Linked DNA regions of Mus musculus: regions 1, 2, 3, 4, 5 and 6 are each linked to region 7. A link is a contact called in public HiChIP or PLAC-seq and promoter capture Hi-C data. All regions are on one chromosome and are shown on one strand. The core of a region is the stretch at or near the end of the contact, and the rest is flanking DNA. Distances in the headings are between cores, read along the strand shown. Region 1 overlaps Rhbdl2 (rhomboid like 2). Region 2 has its middle 18 kb from the start of Gm40241. Region 3 has its middle 69 kb from the start of Gm40241. Region 4 holds the start of Ndufs5 (NADH:ubiquinone oxidoreductase core subunit S5). Region 5 has its middle 63 kb from the start of Gm40241. Region 6 has its middle 44 kb from the start of Rragc. Region 7 holds the start of Utp11 (UTP11 small subunit processome component).

The links. Promoter capture Hi-C pulls out the DNA fragments that hold promoters and counts their contacts. HiChIP or PLAC-seq counts read pairs in DNA pulled down with a chosen protein or histone mark.
Region 1: a contact with region 7 is called in a CTCF HiChIP or PLAC-seq map of the NIH/3T3 cell line, with 5 read pairs. The contact joins the enhancer-like site here to the promoter of Utp11 in region 7. A contact is called at or near these places in 3 of 39 promoter capture datasets (embryonic stem cells, hippocampal neurons and liver), 1 of 15 datasets of contacts at CTCF or cohesin (the NIH/3T3 cell line), 1 of 484 Hi-C or Micro-C datasets (stem cell-derived neural stem cells) and 2 of 115 datasets of contacts at active chromatin or transcription factors (astrocytes and stem cell-derived neural progenitor cells).
Region 2: a contact with region 7 is called in an H3K4me3 HiChIP or PLAC-seq map of embryonic basal ganglia, with 6 times the contacts expected there. The contact joins the enhancer-like site here to the promoter of Utp11 in region 7. A contact is called at or near these places in 9 of 39 promoter capture datasets (cranial neural crest, embryonic stem cells, frontonasal cranial neural crest and 4 more), 1 of 484 Hi-C or Micro-C datasets (embryonic somatosensory cortex) and 10 of 115 datasets of contacts at active chromatin or transcription factors (T-cell acute lymphoblastic leukemia, acute myeloid leukemia, embryonic basal ganglia and 6 more).
Region 3: a contact with region 7 is called in a promoter capture Hi-C map of trophoblast stem cells, with 3 times the contacts expected there. The contact joins the enhancer-like site here to the promoter of Utp11 in region 7. A contact is called at or near these places in 9 of 39 promoter capture datasets (3T3-L1-derived adipocytes, cranial neural crest, embryonic stem cells and 5 more) and 15 of 115 datasets of contacts at active chromatin or transcription factors (bone marrow-derived macrophages, craniofacial prominence, embryonic basal ganglia and 11 more).
Region 4: a contact with region 7 is called in a promoter capture Hi-C map of pre-B cells. The contact joins the promoter of Ndufs5 here to the promoter of Utp11 in region 7. A contact is called at or near these places in 5 of 39 promoter capture datasets (the HPC-7 cell line, hematopoietic stem and progenitor cells, hippocampal neurons and 2 more) and 1 of 484 Hi-C or Micro-C datasets (B cells).
Region 5: an H3K4me3 HiChIP or PLAC-seq map of embryonic basal ganglia shows a contact between it and region 7, with 5 times the contacts expected there. The contact joins the enhancer-like site here to the promoter of Utp11 in region 7. A contact is called at or near these places in 7 of 39 promoter capture datasets (cranial neural crest, embryonic stem cells, frontonasal cranial neural crest and 3 more), 1 of 484 Hi-C or Micro-C datasets (nephron progenitors), 15 of 115 datasets of contacts at active chromatin or transcription factors (astrocytes, bone marrow-derived macrophages, craniofacial prominence and 10 more) and 1 of 9 other capture datasets (embryonic stem cells).
Region 6: an H3K4me3 HiChIP or PLAC-seq map of bone marrow-derived macrophages shows a contact between it and region 7, with 5 times the contacts expected there. The contact joins the enhancer-like site here to the promoter of Utp11 in region 7. A contact is called at or near these places in 24 of 39 promoter capture datasets (the 3T3-L1 cell line, the C10 cell line, the HPC-7 cell line and 14 more), 3 of 15 datasets of contacts at CTCF or cohesin (the NIH/3T3 cell line, large pre-B cells and pro-B cells), 11 of 484 Hi-C or Micro-C datasets (bone marrow-derived macrophages, cortical neurons, differentiating embryonic stem cells and 4 more), 26 of 115 datasets of contacts at active chromatin or transcription factors (the 230-238 cell line, SST interneurons, acute myeloid leukemia and 21 more) and 3 of 9 other capture datasets (adipose tissue, macrophages and pancreatic islet).

What each region holds. Positions count from the first base shown.
Region 1 is chr4:123,801,614-123,805,110 of GRCm38.p6, forward strand. All of the region lies in intron 1 of Rhbdl2 (rhomboid like 2), which reads left to right. Among named protein-coding and RNA genes, the nearest start is that of Rhbdl2, 15 kb to the left of the region's middle. Within about 2 kb of position 2,203, at least 66 of the 459 cell types and tissues checked have an H3K27ac peak or open chromatin away from gene starts, as enhancers often do. A contact at or near this core is called in the NIH/3T3 cell line, where this site is marked.
Region 2 is chr4:124,034,175-124,037,719 of GRCm38.p6, forward strand. No RefSeq gene overlaps it. Among named protein-coding and RNA genes, the nearest start is that of Gm40241, 18 kb to the right of the region's middle. Within about 2 kb of position 1,752, at least 39 of the 459 cell types and tissues checked have an H3K27ac peak or open chromatin away from gene starts, as enhancers often do. A contact at or near this core is called in embryonic basal ganglia and embryonic forebrain, where this site is marked.
Region 3 is chr4:124,121,447-124,124,649 of GRCm38.p6, forward strand. No RefSeq gene overlaps it. Among named protein-coding and RNA genes, the nearest start is that of Gm40241, 69 kb to the left of the region's middle. Within about 2 kb of position 1,920, at least 4 of the 459 cell types and tissues checked have an H3K27ac peak or open chromatin away from gene starts, as enhancers often do. A contact at or near this core is called in trophoblast stem cells, where this site is marked.
Region 4 is chr4:123,716,468-123,719,746 of GRCm38.p6, forward strand. It overlaps Ndufs5 (NADH:ubiquinone oxidoreductase core subunit S5), which reads right to left and starts at 1,719. Exons shown (of 3, transcript NM_001030274.1): 1 at 1,646-1,719.
Region 5 is chr4:123,989,318-123,992,501 of GRCm38.p6, forward strand. No RefSeq gene overlaps it. Among named protein-coding and RNA genes, the nearest start is that of Gm40241, 63 kb to the right of the region's middle. Within about 2 kb of position 1,579, at least 49 of the 459 cell types and tissues checked have an H3K27ac peak or open chromatin away from gene starts, as enhancers often do. A contact at or near this core is called in craniofacial prominence, embryonic basal ganglia and liver, where this site is marked.
Region 6 is chr4:123,959,896-123,963,449 of GRCm38.p6, forward strand. No RefSeq gene overlaps it. Among named protein-coding and RNA genes, the nearest start is that of Rragc, 44 kb to the left of the region's middle. Within about 2 kb of position 1,871, at least 9 of the 459 cell types and tissues checked have an H3K27ac peak or open chromatin away from gene starts, as enhancers often do. A contact at or near this core is called in bone marrow-derived macrophages, where this site is marked.
Region 7 is chr4:124,692,218-124,695,802 of GRCm38.p6, forward strand. Utp11 (UTP11 small subunit processome component) reads right to left here and starts at 1,337. Exons shown (of 8, transcript NM_026031.3): 1 at 1,223-1,337. The coding sequence starts at 1,285.

The DNA of each region.
Region 1 (3,497 bases), core at 953-3,452, 890 kb before region 7:
CGCCATAACAGCCTCACCAGCTGAGTTCAGGTCCTTGGAACCCAAGAAAAGCCGGATGGGCTGGTAGGTGTCTGTAATCCCAGCAGTCTCCTGGAAGCTGGAGTTGGCTGCACAGAGGTAAACAGGAAACACTGCCTCAAAAACAAGGTGGAAACAGAGAATCAACACTCACGGTTGTCCCCCAGCCTCTGCATGCACACTGTAGCATGTCACACACAAGCAACTACACACAGAGACAGGCACACACATAGACACGCACTAAATTTAAAAAAATGTAAGTGCAATTTAAAAAAATGCAAATTAGTAGGATCAGGTGTGGTGGTGCGTGCCTTTAATCCCAGCATTTAGGGAGGCAGAGGCAGGCAAATCTCTGAGAGTTGGAGGCCAGCCTGGTCTACATAGGGAGTTCCAGGACAGCAGAGCAGAGAAGCCACCTCAAAAACCAAAACAACAAAATTAAAAATCAGCAAGCGAAAAAGTTGTCTGGAGACATAGCTCAGCGAGAGAGTACTGGCCTATGTAAAGCCCTGGAAGGAAAGAAAGGAAACGGGAAGGAAACGGGAAGGAAACGGGAAGGAGAAGTTTCACGAGACCCTGGATGTCAGCAAGGGATTTTCTTCCCTAGCCACCTTTCAGCTGCCTCAGCTCACCGTGTGTTACACAATATCTCCGAAAGTTACAGGTTAAATTATGGCCAGAACGTTTTAAGTGATTCCATTTCAGTCCCTATATGAGTGAAAGCAGAGGTAAAGTTGTTTCTGAAATAAGTTGTCTGAGAAGAACTAATACTCAGGTGTAACAATGTTCAGCAGCAATACTGCTCACCTTTCTAACCCTCAAGAGCATTAACACTCAGCAGGACTAGTAACACTCAACCATGCTGATAGCCGCACCTGAGGTCCCAAGGGCTAAAAGAAACACTTGGTTAGTTAGATATGCCTCGGTTTATCTTCTAGTAAAGTTTTATTTCCTTTTTGTATTTGTTTGTTTGGGACAAGGTGACCTTGAACTCCTGCCTGACACATAGGCAAGTGCATGTGTGGAGGTCAGAAGACAATTTACAGAGTTGGTTCTTCTTCCACCCTCTGGGTTCCAAGGATTAAACTGCGTTCTTTAGGCTTGGCAGCAGGGGTAATTAAGCTGAGGAAGCCTACCGGTTTTTTTTTTTTTTCGTTTATTGTTCTTATTTCTTTTATTATTTTGTTCTATGGATCTGGGTGTTCTGCCTGCACATACATATCGTGTGTTTGGTGCTGGCCTCAGAGGATACAAGAAAGTGCCAGACTGGAGCTCCAGATGCTGTGAGCCTCTCTATGGCTGCTCAGAATCGCTGCTCAGAATCAAACCTGAGTCCTTTGAAAGAGCAGCCAGTGCTCTTAAACACCGAGCCTCTCTCTGGCCTTATTTAGTTATTTATCTTTAAGGCAGCTGCTTTGGGTAAACAAGCAGAGTCCTACCTTTTCCGGGTGAGGTCCCAAAGGAAGAAAGTGCTTCCCATATTTTAATTCTTTTTTAAAACATTGTTTTACTTTTGAGACAGTCTTAACAGAACATATCCCAGACACTGAAGTTGTATCCCTTCAGCCTCAGCCTCCTAAGTGCCTGGGCCACCACATCTGACTCAGACTTCCTTCTTCTTTCCCCAACCCCCCTTTTAAGGGAGGGGTTCCAGGAATCACCCCCGCCCCCCCCCTGATTAGGCCCTGAAAGTGCGTTCACCTGAAGAACCATCTTGCTGGCTCTTTATTTTTGAGACAGCCTTGCTATGTAGATCAGGTTGGTCCTAGCTTTCAATCCTCCTTGTCAGCCTCCAGAGAACTGGGATTAGAGGCATTTGTTACCAGCAGTGTTTATATTTTTATTAGAGAATGTTGCTAGCTGGGAACGTTGGCGTGTGCCTATAATCCCATATTTAGAAGGCCGAGGCAGAAGGTTTCCTGGAGAACAGCTCCGTTGTAAACCAAAAGGCTGGAGGCATCCTAACTGCCCACCCAGCTGTTCCCATGGGCAGGCAGGGTGAGAACATTTTTCAGCAGTGCCGTGTGTGTGTGTGTGTGTGTGTGTGTGTGTGTGTGTGTGTGTAGTGGGTGGGCATTTCAACAAAGTTTAGGCAGCAGAACCTGGCAGCACATTAGGAGGTGTATCATGCCGGCATGAAAGGAAATGCCAGGAACCCTCATGATTTTTGCTTAGTGACTAATGCTACAGTCAGAGCAGTAAATATCCACGTGAGTGACTCGGTCATGGAGTGGACAGGCAACTGGATAGCTGTGGGTGCTTTTGTATCTCAGAGAAACGACAGAATGCTGAGGTCATTGCCACCTGCTTTGCCTTGAGGGCCTTGCTGGGTTTTGATTGGCCTCTGGAAATATGTTGCTCATCTAAAAGGGCCTTCCAGCTAGCTGTGGGGGGCCTGTGCCTGCGATCCTTGCATCTGGGAGGCAGAGGCAAGAAGAGGGTCAGGAGTTTAAGACTAGCCTTGGATATATATCAAATTAATAGCAACAGGAGACCCTGGGCTATAGGATACTTTGTCTCATAAAACCAAAGTTAATTGATTAATAATTGTGCTTCTACAAGTTGTCCAGACCCCATGGAATCTATATACAACCTGCACTCAAGCAAGGGCAAATTGAACCACTTTAGATTGGACTTGCTTTCTGAGGCCCTACATAGGGAAAAATTGATAGGATGTATGCTGTAAAACAAACAAAACCTAAAAGCCTGACATGGTGTCACAAGCCTTTAATCCTAGCCCTTGGGAGGCAGAGAAGGTAGATCAAATGAGTTCAAGGCCAGTCTGGTCTACATAGTGAGTTCGAGGACAGCCAGGGCTACAGAGCAAGCTTCTGTCAAAAAACAAAACCATCACCACCACCACCCCCCCCCCCCCCCCGCCCAAAGTTAGAGCTGTCATAAAATGCAATATCCAGGACTGGAGAAATTGCTCAGTGGTTAGAGCACTGGCTGCTGCTCTTGCAGAGGACCCAGCTTTTCTTTCCAGCACCCACACAATGGCTCACAACCATCTGTAACCCAATCCCAGAGGACCCAATGCCTTTGTCTGGCCTCTTTGGGCACCAGTCACGTTTATGGTACACATAGATATACGCAGGCAGACACTCATACTAATTCCTAAAGAAGAAAAAAAGAAAGCAGCATCCCCATGGGAGGACATTTGGGTTGCTTATGCCTTTTAAGTATTGTAAATACTTCTGCATTTACATCCTTGGAACAGAGTGGAATAACTCAGATAATCTTTGCTGGGTAGAATTCTAGAAGTATCTTCTTTAAAGGCTTAAAAACCAAAACCAACCCAGATAAACACTCTGTAGATCAGGTTAGCCTTACAGTCACAGAGATCCACCTCCCTGACTCTCAAGTGCTGGGATTCAAAGTGTCTGCCACCACACACACTTGGCCTGGCTTACACTTTAATATTTTAAATCTCATTGTGTGTGTGCCATGATGTGCATGGGGAGGTCAGAGGACAACTC
Region 2 (3,545 bases), core at 502-3,001, 660 kb before region 7:
CAGTATTCAGACCCTCCTAATCAGTTATTCAGCTTGGAGAATCGTCGGCACACATGTGCTTTATTTTGGTCTTCAGTTCCTATTTTTAAACTTTTCTGCAGTAACTTGGTGTGCTGGTTAGGTGGGGTTGGTTTTTGTTGTTGTTGTTTTTGTTTCTGTTTTTGTTTTTGTTTTTGTCAATTTGATACAAGCTAGAGTCATCTCAGAAAAGGGAACCTCATTTGAGAAAAGGTCTCCCTCATATAGGCCTGTGGGCAAGTCCACGGGTGTTGGGGGTTGGATTTTCTTGATAAATGATGGATGTGGGGGGGGCACCCCACAGTGGGTAGTGCTTTTTGGATGGGTGGTCCTGAGTTATATAAGAAAGCAGATTGGGCAAGCTGTGGAAATGGAACCAAGAAGCACCCCCACAAACACACCCAGCCCCCAGTCCCGGCTTCTGTTTCAGGTTCCTGCCCCCCTTCTCCCCCCATGGAGAGTTGTTAGATGAAATTAACCCTATCCTCCCCCTGCTGCATTTGGTCCTGGTGTTTATCACGGCAGTAGAAAGCAAAACAGAACACCTTCCTTCCCTCCCTCCCTCCCTCCCTCCTTCCTTCTTTCTGTTTTTTGTTTGTTTGTTTGCTTGCTTTCTTGTTTGTTTGTTTGGTTGGTTGGTTTGGTGGATGGAGGTTGGAGACAATATCTCACTATGTAGCCCTGACTGGCCTGGAACTCACTATATAGACCAGGACTTGAGGTCAGAGAGATCTACTTGCCTCCTGAGTGTCACCTTTATTATAGAAAAGTATCCATCTTCTTCATGACGGGGTAGGGAAGGGCTTGCCATTGCTTCTACTTCTATACACATATCAAGCTCACAGAGGAGCCTGAACTTGAACCCAGGGCTCCACACTGACAAGAGACTCTTGGTGAGTAACCTGGTTATGGATTAAGGGTAGGAGAAATTATCTTCTCTGTCCTGGTGAGGGTTCCTATTTCCATTTGAAAGTCATTCTGCTGTCAGTGCCTGGCTTACATCCCTCTCCCACTGAAGCATTTAGGAAAAATCATGTCATTCACCCACTGTCTCCCCAGCCCCGTGCAAACAGCTGAGCACGCTTCCTACAGCTGTCCAGTGCCCTGTACAAATCATCTAGCTACCATGTGTGTGTGTGTGTGTGTGTGTGTGTGTGTGTGTGTGTGTGTGTGTGTTGGCAGTAGTCGGGAATATGGAGGAGAGCAGAGAGACCCTCAGGCTCCATGCCCAGTCCCTGAGATTTCCCAGGAGAGAAACTAGCCTTCAGGCAGCCAGCCAGGAATCTCCCTCATTGCTCCAGCAAATGGGACCTGGAGGAGCCGTCCACGTCCCCACTGCTGATGGGTAGAAGGAGAGTGAGGATAAAGGGCACATTGCGGCCCCCCAGGACCCTTACCGCATCCAGAAGGAAACCCGAATATTTGTCTTATTTCCTGTGGGCCATTTGGACATATTTTCTCAGTCCAGAGAAAAGCTGCAGTGTAAACTAAGGATCCGTTCTAGGGGGCCCGTTGGCTCCTTGGAGTCTGTAATTGGGGTATTGAAAGGATACAGAAAAAAAAAGGCCCACAGAAGAGTGGGTGATCTTTTATACTTAAAGTTCCCCCCTCTATAAAAGCGACGTATTACAAACCTCTTTCTCCTCTCGAACATTTCTTGCTAAGTGCATTCTGATGCCACATTGAAACGCAAAATAGCTGGAATCAAGCAGGCTCCGAAGGCTATTTATATGCTAATCTCTATTTCCCAAGCCGAAGCAGGAACCTCGAGCTCAGAGCTGCTTCTAATGATGGCTCGGCTCTAACCTCTCTGGAAGAAAGAAAAGTATTTTCCTTAAGAAAACAACTCAGTTTCTTTAAGATGAAATGTAATTATCTATTATCAGATGTCCCTTAAAATGCAAGGCCTATTAAGGCTGCTAAAAATATTGAAGCCCTAATTTCACCATAATAGCATTTTAATTTCAGCAAATCACGCTGCTATTGTTACAGGACATTTTGTGGTAGGGATGTGGTAAGAGGTCCATCTTAGCTTTTTTTCTTAACATTTTCTCTTCTCTGAGAAGTACAATTAAATCATTGCAATCATCTAACCTTGCTCGACACAAAATTTTACTTATGAAGTGCGAAAACAATGGCCATTAGCATTTAAAAGAATTTGTTTTAAAAGTAGCTAAAGTTTAATTGCTTTAAATATTCTTGTTGGAATGTGCAGCCGCTGTTGGTTCAACGTTTGTATTAAAGAGAGACGGCGTTTAATTGATTGCTGAATTTCATTGAAAAATATTTACTTTCTTCTCGGGCAAAGTACAAAAGAGGTGTCTTGACGGACCCCCTGGAATGGTTTGAGGGGGGAAAGGGAACGATGTAAGCTGCTGGCCAGGTGACCCACCTCTGCACTGGGATGTCCCCCAACCCCCAACAGCATGTGTGTGTGTGTGTGTGTGTGTGTGTGTGTGTGTGTGTGTATGCGCACGCGCGCGCGTGCGTGCGTACAGGCCTTCTTTGTGTAGACAGCAACAAGAAAGTCTGGTCCCAGTGCAGACCCCTGAAACTTGTGTTTTCCTGGGGCCTATGAGTAAGAGCTGGAGAATGTGATGCTGGGTGGCCCATCCTGTCTGCTTCCCTTTCAATCAGGAGGGCTGGGGGGCGGGCCACTCTCTGACAGGTGTTCCTCCCACACCTGATAGTGGAAGCAGACCTCTGAGCAACTTCGATGAACTCACCCTCTCCCTTCTCTGATTGGACATTTTGGGTCACCTTCAAGAGTCTGAGTCACTGTGAGATCTCATGGGTTTTAATAGGAATTTCTAGATCAGGGATAAGGAGGTTGGGTAGGAAAGGTGGGGATAGGGGGACAAGCTTTGGATGGCAGAGGGAGAGACGATGAGAACATCGAACATGAAAATGCCATGGGCCCCAGAGGCCACCGACTAGGTTTCATGAAGGGGGTGAATCAGTTCTATTTGAAGAAGGATCGCCCCGCATCTTGTATCTTATCCACTTCTTCCTGGCTGTCATTTAATCCTCACAATGATGTAATGACAGCGGCTGCTCTCCCTGTTTTCCAAATGTGGAAACTGAGGCTGGCAGGGCTTCACTTGTTACAGCTTAGTCACCCAGTGGGATCCATCTGGTGATGTCATCGGCGCTGTATTGCCCATGTCTGCCAGGGTCTGCCTGGAGTCGCTCCCTTAATTCTTTGCAGGCCCAGAGATGGTTCAATTAGGCTACTTTCCTGGCACCTGTGGTTTGGGTCTGTCTGGACCCTCAGACACATGGAATCTGAATAGTTTAACCCAATTCTGTCCCTTGTTGGCTCCTAGTTTCCTTCCTGTAAAATGAAGACTTTGGATGACCTCGTCCTTAAGAACTCTTCTTGGACTGAATTTCTGTAGACTGAGTGCTAATCTCCACAAGAAACTAGTGCCCACTGTGAACTGGACCTGAGTGTCATTACAGAGATGGGAACACAGGGCCTGGTCTCCCGGGATGAGAGCCTGCACAGCCAGGTTCCCTGGGGCTGC
Region 3 (3,203 bases), core at 670-3,169, 570 kb before region 7:
CATGTGTATATGTGCATGTATGCATGAGTGTGTGTGCATGCATGTTCATGTGTGAGTATGGGCATGCATATAGCATGCAGTTGGGTAGAGGTCAGAGAATAACCTTGGTGTCAGTCCTTCCATCTTCTTTGCATGAGGCCGAGTCTCTTCCTGCTGGCCATTGTATATGCCAGGCTAGCTGGCCCACAAGCTGCTAGAATTTGCCTGTCTTCGTCTACCATCTTGCCATAGATTTGCTAGAAGTACAGATGTTCATAACCACATCTGGTTTTATGAGGGTACCGGGGACCATAATTCTGGTCTTCAGGCCTATGTAGTAAGTGCTTTATCCTTTGAGCCACCTCCTCAGTCTTGTCCTACCCAGAGCCCTTGGCTCTTGGCCTTCCTTGGCTACTCTGCAGCTCAGCACAGCCACTAGAGGGTGAGAGGGAATGGGACCTAGTGATTAGCCAGAGCTATCCCATGACATCCCCTTCCTAGTCTGTAAGAAGTCATAGGACCAACGACTGAACATCCCAAGGGACCTTTAGGAGCCACCTGAGGCTTAAAACCAGCAGCAGTGGGTCATCTTGGTGTGCCGGAAACGCTGTAAGTGCCATCTGCTGAGCCAGGAAGTACATTTAGATCTTGTGGGATATAACGAACCACCCTAAATTAACACAATATACATATTTATTCCCTTCCATCTGCAGGTCAGACGTCTAAAATGGGTCTAAATTGTCTAGAATAAAGGTGTTGGCAGGGTTGAGTTCACTGTGGAGTTTGTGAGGGAGAATCTGTCGCTATCTTCCCTCTTCTAGAGGTTGCTTATCTTCCTTGGTTTTATGGCCTCTCCCTCCATCTTCAAAGCCAGCACAGTAGCAAGATGTGTACGTTCATGGCATATAGCACATCGCTTAATGAAGCAGCTACTGTAAACCTTAGTGCCGAGCAGATCATCCTAGCCATATGGCCAAGAGCACAGACTCCTAGAGAGAGGAGTGCCTTGTCGAGGTCATGCAGACCTAGCAGCTCATGAGCCATCAATGCCTTTCTCTTTGACACTCAAACAGATAGTACCCTAATTCTCAATGCACAAGATATTCTTGACCCTTGGGGTGACAATTCTCTCAACCCTGTTGGCTGGTGTTTAGAGGTTACGATACAAGAAAGAGTCCAAGCTTGGATCCTGTTAGGCTCAGCCTCTAATCATCATTTTAATTTGTACTAGTTAGCGACTGCTGTGTTATAAGACATGTCAACCAATAGACTATACATCGAAATATAAGGAGATTTATTGTAGACTTAGCTTGTGTGACGAAGTGCCACCATATTGCCACCAGCAAGCAGGAAAATTGAGGGAACATTTCAGTCCCAGTCTGAAGGTTTGCGAGACAGGGGATCACTAGGATATAACTTTGAGTCTGAAGAGGCCAAAACAAACACCATGGTGTCTGAAGGCAGAAGGCACCAGGCTCAGGAAGCGCAAGCAGAGATGAGAGTGTAGAGCCCTTACCTAGCACACATGAAGCCCTGGGGTTTGCTCTTTAAACCCTCAAATAAAAACAAAGCAAACAAACAAAACACAAAAGATTGAATGTGCCTTTCAACATAATCCCTCACCATATTGAATGGAACAATGCCTTCTCGCACTAGGGGAGACAGTCATCTTTACTCCATCCACTGATGCAGATACTATCTGAGAACAGCCTCAGAGATGACCAGAAACAGCATTTTACCAGATCTCTGGGCATCTCTTTGCCCAGTCAAGTTGACACAGAAAACTAATGATTGTGCTACTTCCAAATCTAGCAGTTCACTTAGTGACAGCTTCAAGTTTTTCATTACCCTGCAGGTGGCTGAAAGGTTCTGTTGACAGACACTGAGCATCTGATCTTAGTTGGATCCATTTACATGTCTGTGTGCCTGTGGCTACCTAATGAGTCAGCTGCAAGTGGCCGGCCTACCTGAACTGGGACAAAATGCTTTCTTTGTTCAATGCTGCCTCTTACTGTCCAGCAGGCAAGCCTGGGCTAGTTTCCACAGGGAACAGATGCCCTATAGCAATGGTTCTCAACCTGTGGGTCACAACAACCTGTTTAAGGTTCCAATGACCCTTTCACAGGGGTCACATATCAGATATCCTGTATATCTGATATTTACATTATGATTCATAACAGTAGCAAAATTACAGTTATGAAATAGCAACTAAAATAATTTTATGGCCAGGCAATATTGGTGCATGCCTTTAATCTTAGTACTTTGGAGGCAGAGGCAGGCATATTTATATGAGGCCAACCTGATCCACAGAGTGAGTTCCAGGACAGCCAGGGCTACATAGAGAAACCCTGTCTCAAAAAATTATCTAATATAATATAATGTGCAACATAATTGTTATTATTACTGTTAATTTTATATTATTATTATTAATTTTATTAGTATTAATTTAATTTATTAGAGGGCTGCAGCATTAGGAAGATGGAGAACCACTGGGCTAAAGTGTCTCCCACACTCCAGCCATCCTGTTCATGATTCCCATTGTGGAGAAGCAGTCTCAAGTCTCTTAAATAGTTGGATCAGCCTCCTGAGGGTTGGTAGAAGCACATGTGCCCAGAACAAGTGCATGTCACTTTTGCGGGATCCTGTTGGCCACAGTGAGTCAAGACTGAATTCAAGTGGCATAAAAGTGTCTCTTTTTCTTTTTCTTTTTCTTTTTCTTTTTCTTTTTCTTTTTTTCTTTTCCTCTTCCTCTGCCTCTTCTTCTTCTTCGTTTGTTTTGTTTGTTTGTCTGTTTGTTTGTTTGTTTTTCGAGACAGGGTTTCTCTGTGCAGTCCTGACTGTCCTGTAACTCACTTTGTAGACCAGGCTGGCTTCGAACTCTGAAATCCACCTGCCTCTGCCTCCCAAGTGCTGGGATTACAGGCGTGCGCCACTACAGCCTGGCCAGTGTCTCTGCTTCTTTATGGGGATTTTCCAAGGTCCCTTTGCAAAGTAGGTGGACGATGGAAGGACCAGAAGTGGTTAGCTCTGTGGTTAACGAACCACACATGTTTCTTAATTCCTATGCTCCTCAGTTTCCTCCTTATTCCTAATAACACCTCCTCAAGAAATTAGGATTAAAGGATTTAAAATATGCATAGCGATAGCACCTGCCCAGTGCTTCGTAATGATAGCAGTTGTATTTTCTGCCATCACTGCTGTTATATATGACTATTACTACTATT
Region 4 (3,279 bases), core at 469-2,968, 980 kb before region 7:
CAAAACAAAAAACAAAACAAAACAACAACTCTCCCCCAAAAAAGAAAAATGAGAAATAATATAAGCACACTATTTATTTACATTGTTCTATACATTCTTTCCATCCCAACCTAAATGACACGTGTCTTTGGACACTCTCTTGTGTCTCTCCTTTTATAGAAGTAGTCTGTCCTAGGCTGGAGAGATGGCTTAGAGGTTAAAAGTGCATGCTGCTTTAGCAGAGGACTCGAGCTGGAGTCTCAGCAACCACTTTGGGTGGTTTACAAGTAGCTGCAGCTCCAGCTTCAGGGCCGTATGATGTGTCTGGCTTCACGGAGTAGCTACACTCACATGCCCACAGTCATACATCCACACATAATTAAAACTTTAAAAAGTACTTTGTCCACCGGGCAGTTGTGGCACATGACTTTAATCCCAGCACTTGGGAGACAGAGGCAGGCAGATCTCTGAGTTCGAGGCCAGCCTGGTCTACAAAGTGAGTTCCAGGACAGCCAGGGCTACACAGAGAAACCCTGTCTCGAACCCCCCCCCCCAAAAGTACTTCGTCCATTACTGTAACAGTCTATTTACTTCTATGTTTTTCCTACTGCTTTTGTTTTGAGAGCAAAATCGAGCAGATGCTAGTTAACTGCTAAAAATAAATGAACAAGTCAAATTAAAATTTTGTAAAAAAATAAAAAAAATCAGGAAATCTCAAACAACTTACACGTACAACTATAAAGCAGTGGATAGATTCTGGTGCTCAGTAGAATATGACATACATTAAGCAAAAAGAACATATGGAAAATACATAGTAAAGTTGACATAGAACAAAATAATCCCAAACGACAAATGTGCTTAAGAATGGAAAGCAAGCGCAGCACCCACATCAAAACCATCCTGTACGCGGACATTTAGGTGAATTTAATTTATAAAGCTCCCTCCCATTCTTTTAGTCATTTACTGTGTATGTCAGAGGCAAATGGGGGAAACGGCTCATCATAAGCACTGGAGACCCACACTGGGAACCTGAGTAAGAATTCGGGGGAGGAAGCCATTGGGAGAATAGAAAAAGTCCCAGAGGAGGATCTACATCGCTCTCTCTCTCGCTCTCTCTCTCTCTCTCTCTCTCTCTCTCTCTCTCTCTCTCTCTCACACACACACACACACACACACACACACACACACACACACACACAAACATAGACAACAGAAGTTATGACAATGAGGACGGACAGAGGCTCTGGAGCGGCTGCTGAGCCAAGTGCACAACAGGAAGAAAGTAGAGGGCTCTGGGGACCAAAATCAGGATGTGGTGCACGCCTTTAATCTCAACACTTGGAAGACAGAGGCAGATGCTTCTCTGTGAGTTCAAGGCCAGCTTGGTCTACAGAGTGAATTCCAGCCTACACAGAGAAACCCTGTCTCAAAACAAAAACAAAAAGGAGCGGGATGTCAGGGTAGGAAGGAGGCCAAGGCAGGAGTCCGGCAGACGGTGGATTTGCTCCGGAGGGCCGGGGGTGGGGGTGACGACCTAGTTACGGGGTGAAGGGAAGGCAGGAGGACACGCCCAGACCTGGGCCACCCACAGAGAGAGGAAATGTGTCAAGGAGCTAATCCTGAACGAAACTTCTTGGCTGTGCGGACACAGCAGCGCCTACCGCACCTCTGCAGTGCCCTTGTCAGGTCCCTGGTGCAATTCCCGACCGCCGGCTGCGGGAGGACGCAGACGCCTGCCGTAAAGGACGCCCGCAGCACGACATCTCCAGAGCGACGCCGTAAATCAACCACCGGCCGAGGAACTGTAGAAACCAAGCACAGCGGGTCTGCGCCTGCGCAGCAAGCAGCCCAGCCTCCAGACGCTGACAGCTGATAAACCGACTTTCCCCATACTACTGCGCCCGGTAGTGAGTTCTCCCTTTCAGCACTGTCGTGACCGTTGATTGTTGTGCTACTTGAGCAAGGTCACACTCGAGAAAGAGTAGTGCTTCCCTCACCCCAAGGAAATGTGGTGATTAAAGCTCGTGTGCCGTGACCCCAAAACTTGTGTGACTGTTTCCCAGTTTCACGGTGGCAGTTTCCCTTTTTGGTAATAAACATAATAGCCGGGCTGGAGAGACAGCTCAGAGGTTAAGAGCATTTGTTGATCTGGGAGAGGTCCTCGGTTTAACTCTAGATTCAGGGGACCCAACATAGTTCTTCTAACCTCAGCAATACCAGGAGCACACACATGGTGCACATACATGAAGACAAAACTCTCGCACATAAAGTAAATCTTAAAAGAAAGATAATAGTGCCTAACGTGGTGGCTCAGGCCTTTAAATCACAGAAATTAAGAAACGGAAACAGGTGGATGTCTATGAGTTCTAGGCCAACTAAGGCTACATAGTGAGATCTTGTTACAAACAAACAGCTATAGAGTTACTATAGGGACTTCTTTATACTGTGACATGATGAAAACGTTCTTTGATGTATTAGCTGACATTTGCACCAAAGCAATCAGAAAGCTGAGACAGGAGGATGTATCCTCTTGAGTTCAAGGCTGGCCTGGCCTATAAGACAGATGCTGTGCCTGCGAATGAACAGTTTCTGGAGAAAATTCCCGAAGTCCATGTGGTGGGTTCAATAGGAATGGCCCCCATAGATTCACGTGTGTGAATGCTTGCCTCATAGGCAGTGGCACTATTAGGAAGGGTGGCCTTGTGAGAGTATGTGTGGCTTTGTTGGAGAAAGTGTGTCACTTTTGGGGAGGGATTTGAGGTCTCCTATGCTCAAGTCAAGCCTAGTGTGGATTAGTCTCCTTTTGCTGCCTGTTGATCAAGATGTAGAAATCTCAGTTCCTTCTCCAACACCATGCCTTCCTGCATGCTGCCATGCTTCCTGCCATGATGATAGTGGACTAACCTCTGAAACTGTAAGCCAGCCCCAATTAAATGGTTGCCATGGTCACAAGTCTTTTTACAGCAATAGAAACCCTAGTAAGAGAGTCCACAATTTATTAATTTCATTCAATCACTCCAACTTGCTCCACTCACCCCCTTCCATCGGCTGGATGTCCCATATGAAACTGGTTTCAGTTCAATTAAAGTTTTCTGAGCACTCAGCCTGTGTCCAGTCAAATATTGGCTCATTATGGAAGTAGTGAACCATACTCACAAAGTTCTAATGGCACGGAACTGATGGCCACCCTTTCCAACCCACCCCTCTCCTTATGCCACTGTGAAGGCCTGCTTAAGGGTCTCATGTGCTCAAATGCCATCAGGTAACTAGCCCCTTGCAGTTCTAGGGCTAGAAGCCAGG
Region 5 (3,184 bases), core at 329-2,828, 700 kb before region 7:
TTGCACATTCTCTCTCTTGTCTCCTCTCGCCTTGCCTGGAAGCTCTGGCTGTCACCTGGGGTATGTGACTGCCATGAAGCTGACACACTGGAGAAATTACGAGAGCTGAAGTAGAGAAAGAGAGATGATGGGGAGACACAGCAGCTCTCCGGGATCACCTTACAGAAACAAGCCAGCCTCAGCCTGCCATGCTGCAATCCCATGACTGAACTAAGCCTGCCCGGCCTTGCACACACCTGTGACCACACCGGATGCTTCTACTACCACATTTGCGGTTATGTGTTCCAACTGGAGCAGTCAGTCTGGTGGGGACCCGGTCTTGGGTGGCCTTGAGCATCCCTGTCAGGTGTCACAAGCAGCAGGCTGTGCTTTCTAAAGCAGTCAGACTCTGATTTCTGGCTTTGGAGTTTGGCTTAGTAGTGAATCAAGCTCTGCCTGGACATCCTTCTAGTTCCTTCCATGAAGAGAAGGTCTGCAAAGGAAATGGAAATGGGAACTGCACGATCCAGGCAAGGAGCCTCCATTGAAGGAAGTTCTGGATTTTTTTTTTTTTTTTTTTTTTTTGAGACAAGGTCTCATATCTCAGGTTGGCCTTGAACTCACTATGTATTGAGGGTTGACCTTGAACAGCACACCCTCTTGACTCTGCCTCCTACTGCTGGGATTGCAGGTGTGCACCACCACACCTAGTGTATATGATGTTGGGGAGAGTTGAAGCTTTGATCGTTCTGTGTAAGGACTCTACCCCTAGTACTTGAGGGAGTTTCTGTAATTCTAGTTTTGGGCATAAGCAGAGATACTGGGCCAGAGAGGGAAAGTGGTATATACTAGGGTGCCCAGGAGCTCAGAAGCTGAGTAGGTGACTAACCGGGCTAATTCACCCATCTTCCCATCCCCACTTGCAGAGGGCAATTGGTGCAGCATCCATGAGGCCCTGGTCTGCTCAGCCTGGAAGGCGATGCTCTTATTTTCACAGGTGAGAGATCTTCTTTAAGGGATCAGAGCCGTGTCCTCTTGTGGGGTGGGAGAGGAAAGAGGGGAGAAGCTGGGCTTTAAAGACCCCTGAGCCCCCTCTCCAAATTTTGTCCTGAAAACGCTCTCTGAGTGTCCCCCTCCCCCACTCTAACCCATAGCAAATACCCACTCAGGTTACAGCTCCTGTTTGCAAAGCCAGCTACAGAGATGCCTTAATTAATTATTCAGGCTGACATCTCTAGCTCCCAAATCACAAGGTTGAGAAGAGATCATAGGAATATAATCAATGTGAACTTGAGTGATAATCACTGGTCCCCGGGTGGAGCAAAGAGAAGAAAACCCTCCAAATTGGTCTTTTTCTTCTACTCTGGCCTCGATTCTGCCAGCGGACAAGATAAAACCGCCCTCCTTTAATAATTAATGAGTAGGCACCGGCGCCCCTGGCCTGGGCCCCGGGAGGCCTCTCGCGGTGGCTGCGCCTCCTGGAAGGCAGGGCGCGTGTGCACAGCCACGTGCGCCAGCCCGGTCTGGGGCGCAGCACTGAGTCACAGCGGCTGACCCAGCAAAGTGCTGCGAGTGTGACCGGAATGAAGGGTTGCTCCGTCTGTCTCCGAGGTGGCGTGGCAGATCAAATCACAGCGGATCAGGCGCCGAGATGTTGCCTTGCTCTGAGTGACAGAAGTTAATAATTAGTGACAATGATTGACAGATACACTCCATCTGCTGCTCCGACGCCTAGGAGCAGTTATTCCACAACTGTCTGCGGGCACAATGAACTCCCCCGGGAGCGCGGGCTGGCCTGTGATTGACAGCTGCCTCCAAGAGAGACAGGCCACTGATGGAAAGTCGCTGTCAGCAGAAGCGCTCCGGTCCCCCCCACACTCCCCGTGTTCCCGCCGAGGCTCACTCGCTGTATACATTTATTCTGTTTCATTTATCATGTCAGCCGCGGTTTTAAATAGATTACTAGCTAGCCTGTTTTTTAACTGGAGAGTTTTCTACCCGTAAATTAGAAATATCCACGTACATGGCAGGCTACTTCCTAGGACTCCAGACTTCCTCTTGTTCTCTGCATGGATCCAGGAGAGGTGGCAGGAGCTTCGGGGGTTGGGGGTGTTCAGATGTGCCGAGTCTTTCCATTCTAATCAAAATGGAATGTTTAACCAGAAGCCCTGCAAAATGGTGCTGAGCACCGTGGGGCAAGCTTGAGCTCAGACTACAAACTAAACTCCGAAAGCACCCCCTCCCCCAACCGCCACCATCACCAACCCCGGGAGAAATAAGTGTGTCTCTGAGACTGGCTTTCAGTGACATAACTTGTAACAATCACTCCTTAAGTGATATTTACATTTTCAGATAGTGGGAATTCTGGGAGGATACTAAATCCAATGTTCCCAGGGCAATCTGTTTACTACCTTGTGGATTTATGGTCAAAATCTGGTGTTAGCTAGGTAGATAATTTCAAGTGAGGGTTACAGCCCCATCCAGACCAAAGACCCTGTCCCTGCTCCTTCCGGATTTTCCATTCTAAGTTCAAGGTTAGAGTCAAGTAGCTCATGTGGAACTGGGGAGAGAGACACCTTCCAGCCCCATTATAAATTGGAAAGCAGGAGCACAGGGGTTTTCAGTAGACGGATGGTTCCTGCGTCTAATTTGTTTGGTTTTCTGGAAAAGTCCATTTTAGTTTGGCTGCATTTTGGACCCCACATAAGCATCTGGCCACCGCTTGTTCCTCTGTCTCTCTTTCTCCCTGATGTCACAGCATAATGCAAGGGGCTGTTCATTGCGTTATGAGTAAAAGCCCACTTGAATCCCGCTGTTTAAAATACAGTGAACCCTGTTGATATTGATCTCATTCGCAATGCTTTCCCGCATATGATGTCCATCTCTTAAAGTATGGGTCATGTTTCCTCTTAAGATCTTTTCTTATCTTATTCCCCTAAAATGATATAAACAGTTTCAGTATTCTTGATAATTAGGTATTCGGGCAAAGAAGAGACATCCTGTTCTTTTTTTTTTTTTTTTTTTTTTTTTTCTTTTTTCAGTTTTTAAGTGATTGGGATACCAGAAAATGAAGTCATGGGGAATACAAATGTTTGCTTCTGGAATGACCCAGCCCACCCTCTCCGATGGCTGAACCATGATGCCCTGGAATGACCCAATTGTCGGGTCACACAAGAGCACATTAAGTACATGTCTGAGTTGTCTG
Region 6 (3,554 bases), core at 621-3,120, 730 kb before region 7:
TATTTTGTCTTTCTTTTCTCCCTGAAATATTCTTAGTGAGTTAAAAAAAAAGATTTATTTATTTTATGCATATGAGTACACTGTCGCTGTCTTCAGACACACCAGAAGAGGGCATACGATCCCATTACAGATGGTTATGAGCCACCATGTGGTTGCTGATTTTTGAACTCAGGACCTCTGGAAGAGCAGTCAGTGCTCTTAACCACTGAGCCATCTTTCCAGGCCTTAGTGAATTTTTTTTATAGCTGGGAATTCTGAAATCAAAGCTTAGGGGCAGGGCCTGAGGACTATGGCGTGGAGTTGGGGCAGGAAGTGCCTCCTTTGGGAAAGGGATTTTGTTTTGCAGCGTGGCTCCGCGTTGTTCTAACAGAGGATCAGGGTTCAGTTCCCAGCACCCAGTCTTGTAGCTCACAATCATCCATAATCCTAGCTCCAGGGCACCCAACAGGCACATGTGGTACACATACATACATGCATACACATAAAGCGAAACAAATAAACAAATAATTAAAAGATAATAAAACATTCTACTTGCATTTCTTGGGCGCCTCACACATGCCAGAGACTGTGTTTTATGTCCCTTCATTTGTCTTCAGAGTGCCCCTATAGCACAGGTGTTGCTGATGTTCCCATTTCACAGAGGTGGAGACTGAGGGTCAGGTTGGCTCCTTAGCACTGTTAAGGTAATACAGCTGAAAAGGCACAGAGGCAGAAGTTAGCCCAAGTCCTCTGATTTCAAAGCTTTGGATATCAGCGCTTGGCTCTATGGCCACCAGAACCTGCTGTCATCCTGGGGCAAAAGCACGTGTCTGTGTTTGCAAGAGTTTCATAAATATTTGGTTTTGCTTCCTCCTTTCTCCCATCAAACAGAGAAAAATGGGAATGACAATATAACAGCAACAACCACCACCACTGCAGCAGCAGCAACAACAACAACAACAACAACAACAACAACAATGTAAGCCTCCGACTCCTCTGTGGGTCAGGCAGATCTGATAGGTTCCACCACTGGCTTCTGGAGGGAGCTATCACCTCACCCTGGGAGGACTTATGTGTAACTATCACCAATGCTTCAAGATTTCACACATTCACCACTAAGTCACCTGAGTGTCTCCCATAGGCTATCTCGACTGTTCTCAGTGTGACCTAGCTGGAGCTGGACAAATCTTAAGGCCTCCTCCCTTAGCACCCTCAAATGCTAGCCTTTCATCTCTGTGAGGACAGAGGGACCGCACCTTGGTGACTGAGCCCTGTGTGGGCTGCTCAGCTGAGCCAGCTGGGAGTTGGCCCAGAGCCATGGAGTGTGAGAAACTTTCAAATTTCAAAACCGCCCTGGGCCAATTTAATAAACTTCTGCCACCTCTATCCTCTCCACAGTTTTGAATTCTCAAATATTCACACACACGAGCACACCCCCATCTAAGATGTGCACAGAGAATGGAAGAATTTTGGAATGTTAATAATGCAGAATTTTACAGCCTAGCAAGGTGAATTCTCAAGGGGTAATGGTTAACATCTGCTTTCTCTTTTCCCAAGATAACAATGACGAAACCAATCCACACAGCAAGCGGGAGGGCAAGAGATAGGCCTCCCACCCCTCTGAAAGGGGCTAAGTTGTCCCCAGATCCAGCACTGGGAACAATAACCTTATCACTTGCATGTAGTAAGGTCCGCAGTACGGGGGGCGGGGGGGGGGGACGACACAAGCCACAGTCAGTTTCTCAGGGCACACCTTCCATGCTGCGAACAAGACCCTTTTCTTCCAGGGGGTCTAAAAGATGGCAAGAATCACTCTGCTTCTCCCTGTGCGACAATTCTTAGCAATCAGCATCAGAGTCGTGTTCCTGACGTGTCCTTTTCCAGCCACCCCCAGAAGCCGCAGGGTGCTTGTGTCAGAAGACAGCAAAGTCAGAGCTCCCTCTCCATTCTGGATACAGGCTCTGGAGCGCCTGGGGCTCTGAGCATGCCCTCTCTGCGGCTTTCTCTGCCTCCATAAACACAAGTGAGCCTCAGAAACCTCCGAACCTAGGTCAAGATCCAGACCTAGGGACAACTATCCTGATCCAGTGAGCAGGTTGCTGAGGACACAAAGTAGCTGGAGAAAGGAGTCCGTGGTTTAGAGCAATCAAGCTGGGATCCCAAAGCTCACATCTGGCAGCTCACAACCTCCTGAAATTTCGGATCCAGGCCCTCTGACGCCCTCTTCTGTCCTCTGTGGGCACACACACGTATGTACAAATAAAAAATAAAAATTTAAATTTAAAAAGTATCTAGAGCCCACGCTTGTTTTCTGATAGTTGTTTTACTCCCTTGTCCCCACCTCCTAGAGATGGAGGTGTCTGGCTATGTAGCCTAGGCTAGCCTCAAACTATGAGGCACAGGATAGCTTTGAATTTGAAATACTCCTCCGGCTTCAGTCGCCTACGTGCTGGGATTGCAGCTGTGAACCACCGCATCCAGCTCATTTTATCTCTTTTGAGCTTCTCGTTTTGTTGGAGAGAAAAATTCAGTGCCTTGGAACCAGTTGACTCGGAACATAATTTCTCAGCTGGTTCTTGCCCTCTGGGCTCACTTGAGGAGATGGTCTAGTCCTGGAGCATTACAGACATCCCTTTTCAGGGACTCTCCGGGTCAGTTTTATCAGTTTAAAAAAAAATGACCCAGAAGTTATTTTTAAAAATGAAGGGTGCCAACCTTGTGTTTGCAGCTATGCGGGGATTTTTTTTTCTTTTTCTTTCTTTTTTTTTTTATCACGCTTCCCCCTTTCTTTGGTTTTGCTGAAGCAAAGATTGAGGCGCCCATGTGGCGCATCGGCAGCTTCCTGAATCTCAGAGAAACGGGAAGGAATGGCCAGGCTACCCTGCTCAGATGAATTTGTGGATCTTGGAAACCCTGAACCAATGTTCAGGCTCCTCTCTCTTGCTTGCATAATGCAATTTAAATCCCTTGTTAATTTCCAGGTCGGGTTTCATTCATGAGGATAATCTTTAATTGATGTTAAATATAGGGATCAAGTGAAGCGCATTATTTCTTTTTTACAAAGTGCTAATTGTTCGTGTTCTCATAAATTATTTTCCCCTCTTGTGGCTTATGAAAGAACTTTGCAGCCAGTGCTTTTAACCTCATCGTATGAATATTATCCTGTAATCATCAGGTCGTTTAGATCCTTCCTGTGTGGATGAGACTCACGTCACCCTCCAGAGCAGCGAGGAGGCGAAAGGGGAGCTGCGGAGCGCGTGTACATATGGGTGGCTTGCAGACGCTAAAAATATTTATATCCAAACATTTTAAACTTTAAGCAGATCTTTTCAGCTGCTTCTGTTCCTGCAAAGACCCTTGAGAGTTTCAGCCCAAAATGACTCTTTTAATTGAATTTAAAAACATTGGTTTTTTTTGGAGGCAGACTCTCACTATGTAGCCCAGGTCGGCCTCAAACTCAGAATCTTCCTGACTCTGTCTTCCTGGTATTGGCATTGCAGATATGCAGTACCATGCCCATCTTTTAATGAATTGATTAATTAAATTAATTAATTAGCATGTATATATGTATGTAT
Region 7 (3,585 bases), core at 87-2,586:
TCACACACTCACACTCAGTAATCTTTTAATTTAAAAAATGTTAGTGTGGCCGGGCAGTGGTGGCGGCGCACACCTTTAATCCCAGCACTTGGGAGGCAGAGACAGGCGGATTTCTGAGTTCGAGGCCAGCCTGGTCTACAAAGTGAGTTCCAGGACAGCCAGGGCTATACAGAGAAACCCTGTCTCGAAAAACCAAAAAAAAAAAAAAAAAAGTTAGTGTGTGTGTGAGAGAGAGAGAGATAAAGAATATGAATGAATGTGAGTGCAGGGCCTATGGAGGCCAGAGGGGGTGGTGGAATTCCTAGAGTGGAGTTAAAGCTATTTGTGAACCCACAATGTGAGTGCTAGGATTTGAACTCTGAGAGAGCAGCCGAGTACTCTTAACGGCTAAGCCCTCTCTCCAAGGCTTGTTAAAAGCTTGTTTGAACCAGTTATGATGTAATTTCTGAGAATGGCAAAGTGGATAAAGTGATTCTGCATACATCTTTATTTGTATTGCATATCCAAACCCTAACACATTCTCCTGAGTAAATCCACACCTATTTATTCTAACTAAATTAAGTGGGGGAACTCCCCACTTCCCTCCTTTTTTTCTTCTTACCAAGGACTACGCCTACTGCCCTTACTTGCTAGGCAAGCAGTTCACCATTGAGGCCTATGTCTAGAATTTTTTTAGATTTTTGAGTCAGGTCTAAGTGACCCAGACAGGCCCCGATTTTGGGATCCTTCTGCCTTGGCCTCTTGGGTAGATGCCATTATAGACCTGGGCTATGAGGTCCAGCAAAGTTTGTAAATGGTCAAGACATTCTCCAGAAGGGATAAGGAAAGTGCCACGATTTTAGGGGGAAGCATATGACAGATCTACACGAACCGCAAATCCCATGCCAAAAGTTGGGCCCAGTTTAGGAACACCCGGGCATGCGTCGGTTGTGAGGCGCCTACTGTCGCTGGTCACTCGGTTACATTCCTTTGACTTTGGTCTCAAGTTCCCAGGGAAAGGCCTCTAGCACACCCTGCCTCACTCAATTACCCACTGACCCTCTACCGTAGAGAATGACAATCCTCCTACCCTGTCCCTGGGTCTCCCCGACAAGGCACGCTGGGGTCAGGCCCCATGTGTTGGGTATTGACTGAAGGCAGATGCGCTGTCCCGTATCCGGATGCAGGGACAGCGAGGGGGCGGGGGCCACTGCAGGCGCCCCTGAGGCTTGCGAGGGCCTACCTGGCTTCGTTCTCGGTGTTCCCGCTGCCGGGTCTTGGCTGCCTTGCGAAAAGCCGCCGACATGCCTACTGAGGTCTAGGAAATGCTCAGCAAACTCCACCACCACGACAGCACTACCCACCCCGCCGCGTCCGCCAAGACACCGGAAGCAGGCCCAAGACGCGGCTTGCAATGCAGCCTATCAGAAGCCTGCTTTACCGGAAATACAGCCCCTCTCAAGCGGCCTGAATCGGAGGGTTCTGGGAGATGTAGTTTCCAAAGCTAGAGTCTTGGGATTCTTTCACAGCTCTCGGTTCGCAGAGAACGTCCACTGGTCCAGAGACCTAGACTTCGCTCCAGGCCGCACGTTGGCATCTGGGAACACATGGCTGGCACTGCTCTCTGGCTACGCTCGGCTTGCGTGTGCGCATGTGCTGTCACCTGAGACTTGGTGTGGGTTAAGATTCTAAGTAGAACTAGAACGTGGCTCACACCTTTAACCCCAGCTCTCTGGAGGTAGAAGCTGGCAATTTTCTGTAAGTTCAAGGCTAACCTGGTCTTACATAGTGATTGCCAGGCCAGCCAGGGCTACATAGTAAAATAAATCGCAGTCTAAAAACAAAACAAAAACAAACAAACCAAAAACTAGAAATAATGTGAATCTTACAGTATACTAGAAAGAGTACTTTAAAACCATATTTGGCTCCTCAGCTGACTTCTGGCTGCGTGGCTCTGAGCTGATTGCTTGACTTTAAAGAGCATCATTTTTCTCACCCATAAAACGAACATAATAATAGCAGACTGGTCTTGCTCATAGGAGTATCAAGGGCTCTGAGTGGCAGAACTGTATCTATAAGCAGAGTAGAAAAGAATCATCTAATAGCAATAAAGTTCCGAGTCCTTCACAGCCATCAAAGTTGTGCGTCTAGCTGGCCGACTTAACATAAGGTAGTTAATGTGATGGATAGAGAGCCGCGAACTGTGGAGGGAGTGTTCTGGTGCCAGCTCTGCTCTTAACCAAGGAAAGTTAGTTTTGCTGAGGCTTGGTATCCACATCTAGTTGTAAAATAATAAAATAATACTATACCCTCAGGATTTTGAGGTTTAAAAGACATATGTTTTCAGTGCTTAATGTTGGGTTTACTTGTTAGCAGGTTCACAATAAAATTGATTTGTTTCTGTTTTTGTTTTGTTTTGTTTTGTTAGTTTGTTTTATTGGGGTTGACTTAGTCTGATTAGGTTTGATGTTTTGAGGCAGTGTCTAGCTATGTAGGCCTGGCTGCACTGACACTCATAGATCAAGCTGGCCTCAGATTCACAGTGATCTCTTGCGTCTGCAAAGAGCTGGGATTACAAGTGTGTGACAGTGTGCCCAGCCATCCTGTTATTTTTGTCACCACTAAAGCTACCTTTAAGTAGCACAAGAGAGAGTTGGACCCAGCCAAGCATCACAGCAATGTTTGGGTTTGTTTGTGCTCTCCCCCCCCCCATGCCTGCCACCCTCCACCCCCACCCCCACCCCACCCCCGTATGTTTTCATCTGTTGGCATTTGGAATCTTTTCCACTATGGGAGACTAATCTTCAGCCAGCTCCTTGTTGTTTTTGTTTTATTGAGACAGGATGTCACAATGTAGTCCTAGCTGTCCTAGAAGTCACAATGTAGACCAGGCTGGCCTCGAATTCACAGACATCCACTTGCCAAGTGCTGGGATTAAAGACATGTACCACGACACAGGCTTCCAGACTCTTTAATTGCATCCATTTTACCTGACCCTGGTAAAGTCTCTCCTACTGAAGAACACATGGAAGCCCTCTTCAGAGAGTCCAGGGGACAAGTGGATATGAAAAAGGTCACAGTACAAAAAGTCTCTTTCCTGCCTCTACACTTGATCTTTTTTTGCCCAGTTAGGTCCACATGTGTGAGGGAAAACTCTGTTTGGTTTGTCATCCTTGGAAACAAGCTACTTCATCATCTAGTCTGGTACTACCTTCCTAGCCACATCTCAAGAAGCTTAGCTATCTGATAGAATGACCGGATGGTAGCTGTATCCACTCCTGCCTTGTCCCCTGAAGAAGTATTAGTGACCAGCTGCATCTGGGGAAGCCATCGTTGTACCCTGGAGGTGGGGGACTCTAGAGATAACCCTAGATTGGCATTGTACAACTACCACCTATTAGCTTGGCATTAGGGCCACATCGTAAACATCTTTGTAAACCAGTTCGTATGTTTTTTTTTTTCAAGACTAAAAAAATGGGTGATAACGACCACACACGGGACACACACAGCTTTTAGCCATGTGCGCTCTCTGCTTCCCTGCCATGCTCCGCCTGTCACTCATTTTTTCCCTCTGTTACACCCTCGTGGGCTTGAGAGCACAAAGAA